Regions from separate parts of the Canis lupus genome. Here region 1 is linked to region 2. A link is a contact called in public Hi-C data. All regions are on one chromosome and are shown on one strand. Each heading gives the region's core, a stretch centred on a gene start, on an enhancer-like site or on the middle of the called end of the contact. The rest is flanking DNA. Distances are from core to core; before and after follow the strand shown.

What was found. A called contact is a pair of places that touch in the nucleus more often than the background predicts.
Region 1: a Hi-C map of blood shows a contact between it and region 2, with 4 times the contacts expected there. The contact joins the promoter of ERC1 here to the promoter of FBXL14 in region 2. A contact is called at or near these places in 2 of 9 Hi-C or Micro-C datasets (amygdala and blood).

What each region holds. Positions count from the first base shown.
Region 1 is chr27:3,036,102-3,041,643 of UU_Cfam_GSD_1.0, forward strand. ERC1 (ELKS/Rab6-interacting/CAST family member 1) reads right to left here and starts at 2,238. Exons shown (of 19, transcript XM_038576364.1): 1 at 2,001-2,238. All of the region lies in intron 2 of RAD52 (DNA repair protein RAD52 homolog), which reads left to right. It also overlaps the pseudogene LOC119866488.
Region 2 is chr27:2,415,047-2,421,408 of UU_Cfam_GSD_1.0, forward strand. FBXL14 (F-box/LRR-repeat protein 14) reads left to right here and starts at 2,489. Exons shown (of 3, transcript XM_038576336.1): 1 at 2,489-3,782. The coding sequence starts at 2,631. All of the region lies in intron 1 of WNT5B (protein Wnt-5b), which reads right to left.

The DNA.
Region 1 (5,542 bases), core at 988-3,487, 620 kb after region 2:
GTCTCAGTAAATTCCACAAGAACATCACAGTAATGACTAGCAAGCAACATTCTTGAAAAATAAAATGTAGTAATTTTTTCAGGCATAAGAAATTCTAAAGAGAAACAGACCACTCCTACCTTAACCTTTCTCCCAAATCCCATGATTTCATTCCCACAAAATCACATCCCACTGTCAGCCATTCAAATGTAATTTTAGCAATATACAAAGTTTCACTTGATATTTTAGTTCACATTTGTCTTCATGAGTACCCAATTAAATCAAAGTATAATTTAAAAACCAAAACTAGATATGTGAATTTTAATTTTTCCTTCTAAGTAATCCAAAATCAAAACTTCTAATTTGATCTGAATACATTTAATCTTTTAGAATTACAAATTGTGGACACACCCTTTCTCACTTAGTAACTATTGTATCATCTGTTGCCTAAAAGTCTCTCCAAACAGAAGTATCTTTTAAAAGATAACAGTCTGCTCATTAATTAGGCATGTTAAAAAAGGCAATGATCTGCAACTACTGACACTCATATCTGTGTATTTCTCTCTTGGGTTACAGGAAAGCATTTCTCTGGCTACGTTCCCAAAAAAAATGAGTAAGCCTTGGGAAAGTCACTGCTTAAATTCCATTTCATGACGGTTTCTCTTCCTCCACAAATGAATTATTGAGAGTCATGCCTACTTCCATCCATTACATAATACATGTCCATCACAGGACCTGTCTTCTGAGCAAGAAACAGCTTAAATGACACTAACTGATAGGTAAGGTCAGTGAATACTGTGATCTAATAGGGAGCAGGAATCAAGAAAAGATTCTGATTTAATGTGCAAAGTTGTGAAACGCTGATGTTTTGAACACTGAACACCGTTTACTCTGCCGCCCCTATGAAGTGAGTTACATGCCCCCAAAATGTTATTAAAGAGCATTTTAAAAGCACTTGACTCCAGGAACGTATCTCAGAAATCGAAGGACCTACCGAAAAAAATTAATTCCACTTCATTTTTTAAAGGGTCTAATAACATTAGCAATTGAGAAATAAAAATAATCTCCAATAATTGTGTTGAACACAAAGAGTCTAAATGTTAAGGTCTGTTGAAAAACGAGCTGTAAAAGACAACTGTGCTTTAAAACATTTTTCATATAATTAGCTCCAACAGAACTGTTCAAATTATCCATCCAAAGCAGTGAACCACAGCCACCTGCAACTATTAGTCAGAAATGTGTCTTCCAAAGCAACCACCTGATTTTCAGGCCTTCCCTTAAGGGGACAGGATAAAGCTTGTAAGTGAGATGGTACAGAGAGATCTTTCAGGCACAGAAAAAAGACTGGAAGATAACACCTTTAAGGAACTAGGTGTAATGGGACCTACACCCTTATGTTGTTGCCAGAATGAAGTTGTCTTAGCCCAAGATCTCGCTCTTCTTGAAGGGAGTAAAACTTTAAACCCAGCCACCCTCACAATTTACCCACCTGCGCCAAAAGCAGAGGGCTTCTCTTCCCTCTCGACCCATCCCGCCAGGAGGGAAATAATACTCATCAAACACCAAAGCAGAAATGTGAGACCCAGTGCAACAGCTTCTCCAACTGCCTCAAAGGCAGCATCCACAGCTCCTCTCCCTTTTGAAATAGTCCTTCATCTCCTATCTTACCATTTCACAGAAAAAAAATCCTCCTCTCTTTCAACATTTGACAACAGTCGCCTGGACACACAGATCCACCCCGACCGCACCCCAACCTCCTCAGGGCTCCCCGTTCTCCACCTCGCCACCACCTCGCCCGCACCACCACGCCTCAGAAAGCCTCGCTCTCCAAGCACCGGGAACCCCTCCTCGCGTCTCCCACCTCCGGCTCCCCGCGTCCGCCGCCTCAGCTCCCGCCCAGCCCCGGAGCTGGCGGGGTGGAGCCCGCGGGGGGCTGGGGTGGGCTGGGGTGGGGTCCGCCCCTCCCCGGACGGTCCCATCCCCCCGGCGGGGAGAGGGGGGAGGGGGTCCTGAAGCCTCACCTACGGCTCCGCCCCTCCCCGGGGGCGCGCTGCCCAGCCCTAGCCAGGGCCGTGAGGAAGCAGCAGGCTAAGAAAAGGCAAAAAAGCCTCAGCGCCAGCGGCAGGCGGGAAGCTCTCAGTCCCGCCCGACTTCCGAGCTGCCTACACGGCGGCCGTCTCACCCTCCTCAGGCGGGCTGCTGCTGCTGCTGTTGCCGCTGCTGCCGCCCGGGCGCCGCCGCCGCCGCCGCCTCCGCCGCCGCCGCCACTACCGCCGCCGCCGTCGCCGCCGCCACAGCCACAGCACGGCCCCAGCGCCCGCCGACGTCACCGCGCCCCGCCCCCTGCGCGAGACACCTAGCCCCGCCCCGCCCCGGCCCGGCCCGGCCGCGAGACCTCGCGAGCTCCGCCCCCTCCTGTCCCAGCCACCTAGGCTGCCCGCACCCTCCTGGGAGTGCGCGTGGCAGCCCGCCCGCCTCCGGTGCCTTCCAGACGGAGGTGGGTCAGGGTGACGAGTGGGGTGACTCAAGACTCCGGCGGCGATCGCGCGCTCGAGCACAGCAACGGGCGCGGGGCGTCCACACCCCCACGCGCGGCCCCTGCGGCCACGGGAAGGGAGAGCCGGACTCGGCTCCGGGAAGCGGCGGTAGGTGGGAACGCGGCCAGGCGGCGTTTGTCTCCTTGGGCTTGCCGTAGGAAGCGGGCTGGCAGGGCCCGAGGAGCGGAGTCGTAGCTTTCCCGAAGCCCAGGGTCGCCCCACCCCCTGCTCCGGGGGGCCGTCCGCCAGCCCCGGGACCGCCGCCGCCGCGGAGTGGGTCTGAGGTCGTCGTGCGTTCCGGGCTGCGCTCCCACGGCTGCAGTGGCAGCCCTTTGTCCGGGGAAATTGTATTTTCCTCCACCCTTTGCTTCTGCGAATGTGGCCGCGGGGCTGCCCACGAGACCTCAGGGAAAAACAGGCGTCGCAGAAGACCTACAACGGGGTGCTTGGTTTTTCTGTGGGAGCTCCGCGGGGCGGAAGAGCGCCGGCGGGATTTAAGGTGCACGTTCAGCTGTGCCCTGTGCCCCTTGCGGTGCTACGTTGTCTTCGTCGGCCCTCGGAGCATCTAGGCGAGTCCGCTGGGCAAATGGTACTTCATTTCAGGAAACCCAATTTTCTTGTCCTGAATTGCAGTCGATTTTCTTCCATCGGAGTCACGCAAAGAGGGCAACTGCACCTATTATTTAAGAATGTAGGTAAACTATCCCTTAACCAAGAAGGTAGGAGTGCTGTGAATTACATTGGCCCCAGCGTTTTCCGTTGCGTCGAATAATTTAAAATGGCCTTACAAGGAGTAGACTCGTCATTTTACCCCTACTTATTCTCCACCACAGTTAACCAATTTGCACTCCATAATTCCACTAACATTTTCCCGTCCCTCTTCAATGTTAACATTCATTCATTCACCAAATTCTACTGTTTCATCCCGCCCAGACTCTCTTCCCTCCCAGATCACCACGCACTTGGATTATTGCAGTTCCCCGTCCCGCTGTAGAGTCGCCCCCTTCAGTACATTCAACATATGCCTACCATTTGTTAAGACTGTGCTTGCTGCCAGAGAAGGTTGTATAGCTGCCAAATAAGCATCCTAAAATACTTCAGTTTTTTAGACATCTGGCCTTCCCCCCCCCCCCCCAGAATAAAGCCATCCTTCTTCCACTATTTTTCAAGATCTTTCTCATCTAACTGCTGATTTACTCATCCTGTTACTCCCCAGCAGGGTGGTGAGGTAAAAGAAAAGTGGGAGGCCCATCCTAGTTTCCATTATGCCACTTTCTACTTGTATGATCCAGGGAAAATCACTTTATTTCTGGGTTCTACTTTTCTTAACTGTAAAATGGGATGTGAACTAGACGTCTGAGATCCAACATATCACTAAAATGTGTGGGTTAGTATGCTAAGCACTAAGTTATACATACAACAGGGTGCTAGCAATATCACAGACTCAGAATTTTGGCAGCTTGTTTTCTTATGTTTTGGGAGGGGGTTTGTTTTTTGTGGGGTTCTTTTTTTCCCTCCCATTGGTTGTTTTTTCTTATTCCCGACTCTGCCCCAGATTTTTTTTTTTTTAAACTTACGTTTAGGGATCCCTGGGTGGCGCAGCGGTTTGGCGCCTGCCTTTGGCCCAGGGCGCGATCCTGGAGACCCGGGATCGAATCCCACGTCGGGCTCCCGGTGCATGGAGCCTGCTTCTCCCTCTGCCTATGTCTCTGCCTCTCTCTCTCTGTGTGTGACTATCATAAAAAAAAAAAAAAAAAAAAAAAAAAAAACTTACGTTTAGTATTTTTTTAATTAAAGCCAGCTGAGTGCTCCCTTCGGCAGCACATATACTAAAATTGAAATGTAGGACGCCTGGGTGGCTCAGCGGTTAAGCGTCTGCCTTCAGCCCAGGGTGTGATCCTGGAGACCCGGCATCCAGTCCCGCATCGTGCTCCCTGCATGGAGCCTGCTTCTCCTTCTGCCTGTGTCTCTGCCTCTGTGTGTGTCTCTCATGAATAAGTAACTAAAAATCTTAAAAAAAAAAAAAACTAAAATTGAAATGTTAGAAGATTAGTATAGCTCCTGTGCAAGGATGACACTCAAATTAATGAAGCATTCCATAATTTGCAACTAATGTAACATTGGTTGTCAACTATACTTCAGTATATACTTTTTTATATACTTAAATAAGCTGGGAGAGCCTAGGTGGCTCAGTTGGTTAAGTGTCTGCCTTTGGCTCAGGTCATGATCCCAGCGCAAGTCATGATGCCAGGTCCTGGGATCCAGGCCCCTGTCAGGTTCCTTGTTGGGGTGGGGGAGGGTTCTGCTTCTCCCTCCCCTGCTCTTGCCCCCTTGCTCGCATTCTCCGTCTCTCTCCCTCTCAAATAAAATCTTTTAAAATTTAAAAATAATAATTTTTTTAAAAGCTAGCTAACTAAGCACATGCATTCATTACCTCTTCTTCCTGAGACCCGTTAAAATGATACGAAACTCATACATAATAGAAAGTGGGAAGAGACCACCAAGACATAATTTTTTCTTAATTTACACACCAAGTGAGTACAGTCTGACTAAACAAAATGAAAGAAACTGTAATGTGTAATAGGTGCAGGAGGTGCTACAGCCAATAGGGAAGTGAAATAAACATTTCTATATAGAACAGAAGAACCCTTCCTTATCTTGGATACAGTACCCTAGGCATTTATTCCAGGCTAAAAATCAAGAGTTCTCATAATCTCTGGGGAGGAGCTAGGTGGCTATTTGAGCATTTAATGTCTAAGAGTAAAGCAGTCTTCATTCTGGCACAATAGCTATTTCTCTACCCACTCACCCCTGAGTGAAGTTGTACAAGTTGGCAGGACCCTCCCAAGTTCACAAGGTTTCTAATCAGCATTCCAATTACTTCATCTTAAACATAAACAGACAACCAAGGATTAGATTATTTGATATTTAAAAGCAGTTTCAATTTAGGGGGAGGGAAGAAAGATAAACAGAAAAAGTGGCCATAGAGGAAATAGAGAAACTTCACAGAACTTGAAAAATAATTA
Region 2 (6,362 bases), core at 1,239-3,738:
AAACCTGTAAAAATTTTTGCTTCTGTATTTCCTGATTTAGGAACAGGAGAGGTAGGTGGATGGGGTCTGAAATACATTAGGCCTGTTAGTGAATCTGTAGTATTAGTCTAGTATTGGTCTCTTGGGCAAAGAGAAGTGGCCAAAAGTTCATCTCACATACTGAATATGGAACCCATTCAAAATCTTGCTTAGGTCCTCAACGAGTCAATGAGACCATTTTCCTTTTCTGATAAATGCATCAGGTTGTCCTATATCAAGTTATATGAACCCATGAGTTCATTAAAAACACAGAAGGGGGCAGCCCCGGTGGCTCAGCGGTTTAGCGCCGCCTGCAGCCCGGGGTGTGATCCTGGAGACCCGGGATCGAGTCCCACATCAGGCTCCCGGCGTGAAGCCTGCTTCTCCCTCTGCCTGTGTCTCTGCCTCTCTCTCTCTCTCTCCTCTCTGTGTATACTCATGAATAAATAAATAAAATCTTTAAAAAAAAAAAAACACAGAAGGTTAGGCCACCTGGGTGGCTCAGTGGTTGAGCATGTCTGCCTTTGGCTCAAGGCCTGATCCCGGAGTCCTGGGATCAAGTCCCACGTCAGGCTCCCTGCGTGGAGCCTGCTCCTCTCTCTGCCTCTCATGAATAAATAAAATCTTAAAAAAAAAAATACAGAGGGTCATTTTCTCTGACCCAAAGATTCTTGGTTTGGGGATAGTTAAAGGGAAATGCTTAACTCCTATCTGTGCAGGCACTGAAGAACCACATTCTAAAAGAGAGCAGTGCCCTGGTTCCATAAAACACGGTTAATAAACCCACAGATGTTTGCTTGCAGCGCCTTAAACCAAGTCCAGCAGTCATGGTATTTTATTTAAAAAGTATCTTTGGGGCACCTGGGTGGCTCAGTAGTTGAGCCCCTGCCTTGGGCTCAGGTCGTGATCCCAGGGTCCTGGGATGGAGTACCCCACTGGGCTCCCCGGGAAAGCCTGTTTCTCCATCTGCCTATGTCTCTCATGAATAAATCAAAAAAAATTTGAGTATCTATACAGTTGATCAGTAGAACTGTGCATACGATTTATATTTAGTCCAAGAGGCTGGTGAGGAAGAAAACTCCTCACGCCAGGCTGAGGGAGGGCTGCTCTCTTCTCAGTGCAGAGCAGGCTGAGGGCCGCGGGGGCAGCCGTGGCGCTCCCGACAGTTCCCAACAAAGTGCGGAAGTGCAGTGAAGTTTCGATGCACAAAGTACCCCCGCGGAGCCTGGAAACAAGCAGAAGATGCTGGAAGGCAGCAGTGATGGGTCATGCTAGAATGCGGGCTAGGGAGGGTCAGTGATGAATAAGGCCGAGTTTCTCCGTGATTGGAGGCACAAGACCGGTGAGGAAGGAGGCAGCCCCGCTGGGGAGCACCGAGGGTGTGCGGAGACGTGCTAAGGGGCGAGCGCGAGGGACGCTTAGGAGCCTCGGGCCGGGAGCAGGGTCTGGCAGGGCTGATAGAGGAGGAGGGTGGGGGAAGGCTCCGGGAGGGCTGCGCGGCCGTCAGCGGCGAAGACGAGAGGGCTGGGCCGGGGCGCGGCCCGGAGAGGGCCCGGCTCCCCGCGGGCTGGGGGCGGCGGCGGAGGGCGCGGAAGCCCGCTGACAGCCGCTGCCCCGCGGCGCCCACAGGGTTAACCGCCCGGGCGCTCCGACCGGGAGGAACTCGGTTTCCAGGGCAACGGCTCCGCCAGTTCCGGCAGCGCAGGCTCGTACCATTGCGCGGGCGCGCGCGGGGGAGCGCGGCGGGAGGGGCGGCGCGGAGGGCCCGGGGCGCGGGGTCCGGCCCGACCCGCCCGCACGTGCGCCCGCCCGCCCGCCCGGCCCGGCGCCGAGCCGCGCTCCCGCCGCCGCGTGCCCCGCGAGCCCCTGGAGCCCCGGGCCCGGGCCGGCGGCCCCCACCCGTCCGCGGACGGCGGGGGGGTGCGGGGAGCGTGCGCCCGGTGGCCCGGATTGGCCTCCGGGTCCCCCCGCCTGGGCGGCGGAGTGCGGGCGGCCCGGGCTGGGAGCTTTGAAAAGCGGGCGAGAGACAAAGGCAGCAGGAAGCCTGCTCGGCGCCCGGAGCCCGAGCCCGCAGCCCCCGGAGCCCCCCGGAGCCCCCCGGAGCCGCGGCGGCAGCGGAGGGAGGCAGAGGATGCGGCAGGGGGCGTGGGAGCGGCGGCGGGAGCGCGGCGGGCGGAGCGGGCGGAGCGGGCGGAGCGGCGCGGCCCGAGCGCGGCGCGCTTAGACCCCAGGCGGCGGTGTTGGCGGCGGCGGCGGTGTTGGCGGCGGCGGCGGCGGCGGCGGCGGCCCGGCCGGGCTCGGGAGTGAGTGAGAGGGCGCCTTCCCCGCCCGGGATGTGAGGACCGAGCGGAGCCCGGGGCGGGGGGAGGGAAGGGAAGGGAGGCGACGCCGGCAGGAAGGAAGGAAGCGCGGACGGACCCGGAGGAGGAGCGGCGGCGGCGGCGGCGGCGGCCGGAGCCGGAAGGCGGGGAGGGGCCGGCCGTTGGGCCCGAGGCGGCGGCGGCGGCGGCGGCAGCGGCGGCGGCCGGGAGGACCGCTCTGGTCGCCTCTCGGGCAGGAGCGGCGGGGCCCGCGCCTCCTCCCCCCGGCGCCGCGGAGGGGGGAGGAGGAAGATGGAGACCCACATCTCGTGCTTGTTCCCCGAGCTGCTGGCCATGATCTTCGGCTACCTGGACGTCCGGGATAAGGGGCGCGCGGCGCAGGTGTGCACGGCCTGGCGGGACGCCGCCTACCACAAGTCGGTGTGGCGGGGGGTGGAGGCCAAGCTGCACCTGCGCCGGGCCAACCCGTCGCTGTTCCCCAGCCTGCAGGCCCGGGGCATCCGCCGCGTGCAGATCCTGAGCCTCCGCCGCAGCCTCAGCTACGTGATCCAGGGCATGGCCAACATCGAGAGCCTCAACCTCAGCGGCTGCTACAACCTCACCGACAACGGGCTGGGCCACGCGTTTGTGCAGGAGATCGGCTCCTTGCGCGCCCTCAACCTGAGCCTCTGCAAGCAGATCACCGACAGCAGCCTGGGCCGCATCGCCCAGTATCTCAAGGGCCTGGAGGTGCTGGAGCTGGGGGGCTGCAGCAACATCACCAACACCGGCCTCCTGCTCATCGCCTGGGGCCTGCAGCGCCTCAAGAGCCTCAACCTCCGCAGCTGCCGCCACCTGTCGGACGTGGGCATCGGGCACCTGGCCGGCATGACGCGCAGCGCGGCCGAGGGCTGCCTGGGCCTGGAGCAGCTCACGCTGCAGGACTGCCAGAAGCTCACGGACCTTTCCCTAAAGCACATCTCGCGGGGGCTGACGGGCCTGAGGCTCCTAAACCTCAGCTTCTGCGGGGGCATCTCAGACGCGGGTCTCCTGCACCTGTCGCACATGGGCAGCCTGCGCAGCCTCAACCTGCGCTCCTGCGATAACATCAGTGACACGGGCATCATGCATCTGGCCATGGGCAGCCTGCGCCTCTCCGGGCTGGATGTGTCCTTCTGTGACAAAGTGGGGGACCAGAGCCTGGCTTACATCGCCCAGGGCCTGGACGGCCTCAAGTCCCTGTCCCTCTGCTCCTGCCACATCAGCGACGATGGCATCAACCGCATGGTGCGGCAGATGCATGGGCTGCGCACGCTCAACATCGGACAGTGCGTGCGTATCACAGACAAGGGCCTGGAGCTGATCGCTGAGCACCTGAGCCAACTCACCGGCATAGACCTGTATGGCTGCACCCGCATCACCAAGCGCGGTCTGGAGCGCATCACGCAGCTGCCCTGCCTGAAGGTACTCAACCTGGGACTCTGGCAGATGACGGACAGTGAGAAGGTCAGGTGAGGGCAGCAGCACCTGCTCCCCTTGTCCCGCCCCGTTCATCCTCCGGTCACCACCACGCCCCATCCCCCTCGCTCGACATGCACACTTACACACAACACAGATCATTGTAGTGGATGAGATGGGGGCAGTGACACGAAGCCTCGGGCTCTCTTTTCTCCCTCTTCTGGCACCTCGGGCCCCACTACACGCCCATTCCCCTGGCATCTGGGGTTCCTCTGCTACCCCGACCTTACTCCCCTCCCTCTCTTCCTGAGGGCGGAGATGGATTCAGCTACTTACCCACCCAATTCCTCTCTGCAGGGGGATGGAGGACTGTTTGAGCTACTGTATCCTCACTGCTTTGCATTTGGAAATGGGGGGAGGGGGCGGGGAGTGACTAGTCCTTAAAACCCTGGGGAGTTGAGGAAAATGTCTGCCTTCACTTAAGCTTTCATTTGAATACTGTGATCTGGTTTTTATTTTGAAATGTATAAAGAGCAAACCCAACTACCACGGCCTTTTCACCCTTCTTCCTTCCACTTTGTAACTAATCCCAGGCTCTTCTCATCACTTCTCCTACAGTACTCTGCTACTCACGTGCATTTCCTTTTAATTGTCTTTCTTTTTCAAGTTTTTATTTTTTTGAAGAAATTTGAAATCACGTTCCTTTTTTTTCTGCTGAATATAGTCTATATATTATATATATATAAATTATATATATATATACATATATATATGTCTGGCTACCTCGTTTTAGTTTACTTTTTTCTCTGAAGCCCTGGAATTCTACAAGAGAGATATTTTGAGACTGAAACATTTTTGTGCCTAGACTGGAAAGATGCCCATTGGGTTTGTACGTCTTTTTTGTTTTGGCTTCTTCCCAAACCCCATCCATCCAGTATATCCCACTTCCACATTCTGGCTATAATTTTTTTTTCTCCTTGCCCATTGGGATTTGAGGGCCCAACGGTGTTCGTAAATTTTGACTTAATTTATAGCACAAATGTGTGGAAGAAATGAGAATTGAACTTTTGTTTGTTTGAGATGCAGATTGTGTCTTGAAAATGATTATTATATATGCAAATCCTGCCCTACCCTCACCCTCTTCCAATTTTCCCCACAAAAAGGTCACATGGTGAGGCTTCCTGTTGGAAGCAGAGGAGCAGAGTTGGCCTACGGAGCCCCAGGGGCTGTAACGTGAAGGGGAGGAGACTGAAACTCCTGTCTTATCTCTGTTAATAAAATGGGTGTTTGTGGGTTTTACAAAAATCAGTTTCTAAATGGAGGAATAGATGGCTTTCTTTATTTTGGTGGGGGTTGGGACTTGTGGCTTTAAAAAAAAATCGCTTTTGAGTAGGATGTATATTTTTGTTGGAGTTTTTGTTTGTTTATTTTTTTAGAATCCTCCACTGCAACAAGAGAGACCATGGAGTTAAAGAAACCCAGAGACCTTTATCAATTAATTGTACTGTTTGTGAATTTGTATAAATAATAACAAAGATCCTCTTAAAACGTTTATATTCTTACAGTAAAAGGTTAAACTGATATTTATATAATAAAAGAGGAAATATGAAGTATGTTTTTGAAAAAAAAAAAAAAACAAACAAAAAACCTTGTATCTGTGAATTATTTTGAAGGCAGTGTGTGTTTGGGTACATGCCAAAGTCGGAGGTGCTGTTTGTGTACTCTAAGAGGAAATAAGGTATAGAGTTCAGTGCATCCTAGGTGGTGTAAGTAAGCTCACAGTTAAAAATTTATTCTGTAAGAGATTTACTACTGACATCTAAATGTTGTGTTTCTAGAAATGTGACTGGACTGGAGACTTATATAATTTTTGGTTTTGAACTGTCAACAACATGGGAATTTAAAGAAATGGAACTTTTAAAAAACTAGATCTGTAAGAGTCACAATTTCCCCCAGGGTGGAAATGAGATCTAGGGGTCCTGTTGAATAATGGGGTCATGAGATGTGGAAGTGGGGAAGAAAAGATGGGTTGCTTTCCACTTTGAGTGGGTGTGGGGAGGATGTGAAATGGTGAAGAGTGGAGGGAACTGAAGCCATTGTTCAGAAAAGTTAAAAGAACGCTGTACGCTGTCCTTGCCTGCTCGCTTACTTTGCTCAGTCATGCATGCTGAATCTCACAGTGTGAGTGAGGGTCCTGGTAGAAAGGAGGAAGGCAGTTCAGCCCCTCTTTTTAACATTCTCCTCCAGGCCCCGCTGTATTTAAGCACTTTCCTGGGGGATGGGGAGGTTGGCCAGAAGTTCTTGCACATTTGCATTTTAAGCACTTCCAGCACTGAAGCTTGCCACTCGGGTCTACTGTGGTGTGAGGGTTCTTAGACTGAATTCGGGGCACATAAATGAATACCAACAATTCTAGCAAAGAGTTCCCTTTGATAGACAATAACTAAATGATCAACGCCCTGTGGTTGGGCTGCGGAAGTGGCAGAGGGTATAAATGCTCTAACAGTAGAGTAATTCACATTCACATTCCTGGTTTCACATAGGTCTTAGTTTCTGAGATTTTTTTTTTTTTTACCAAAAACAACA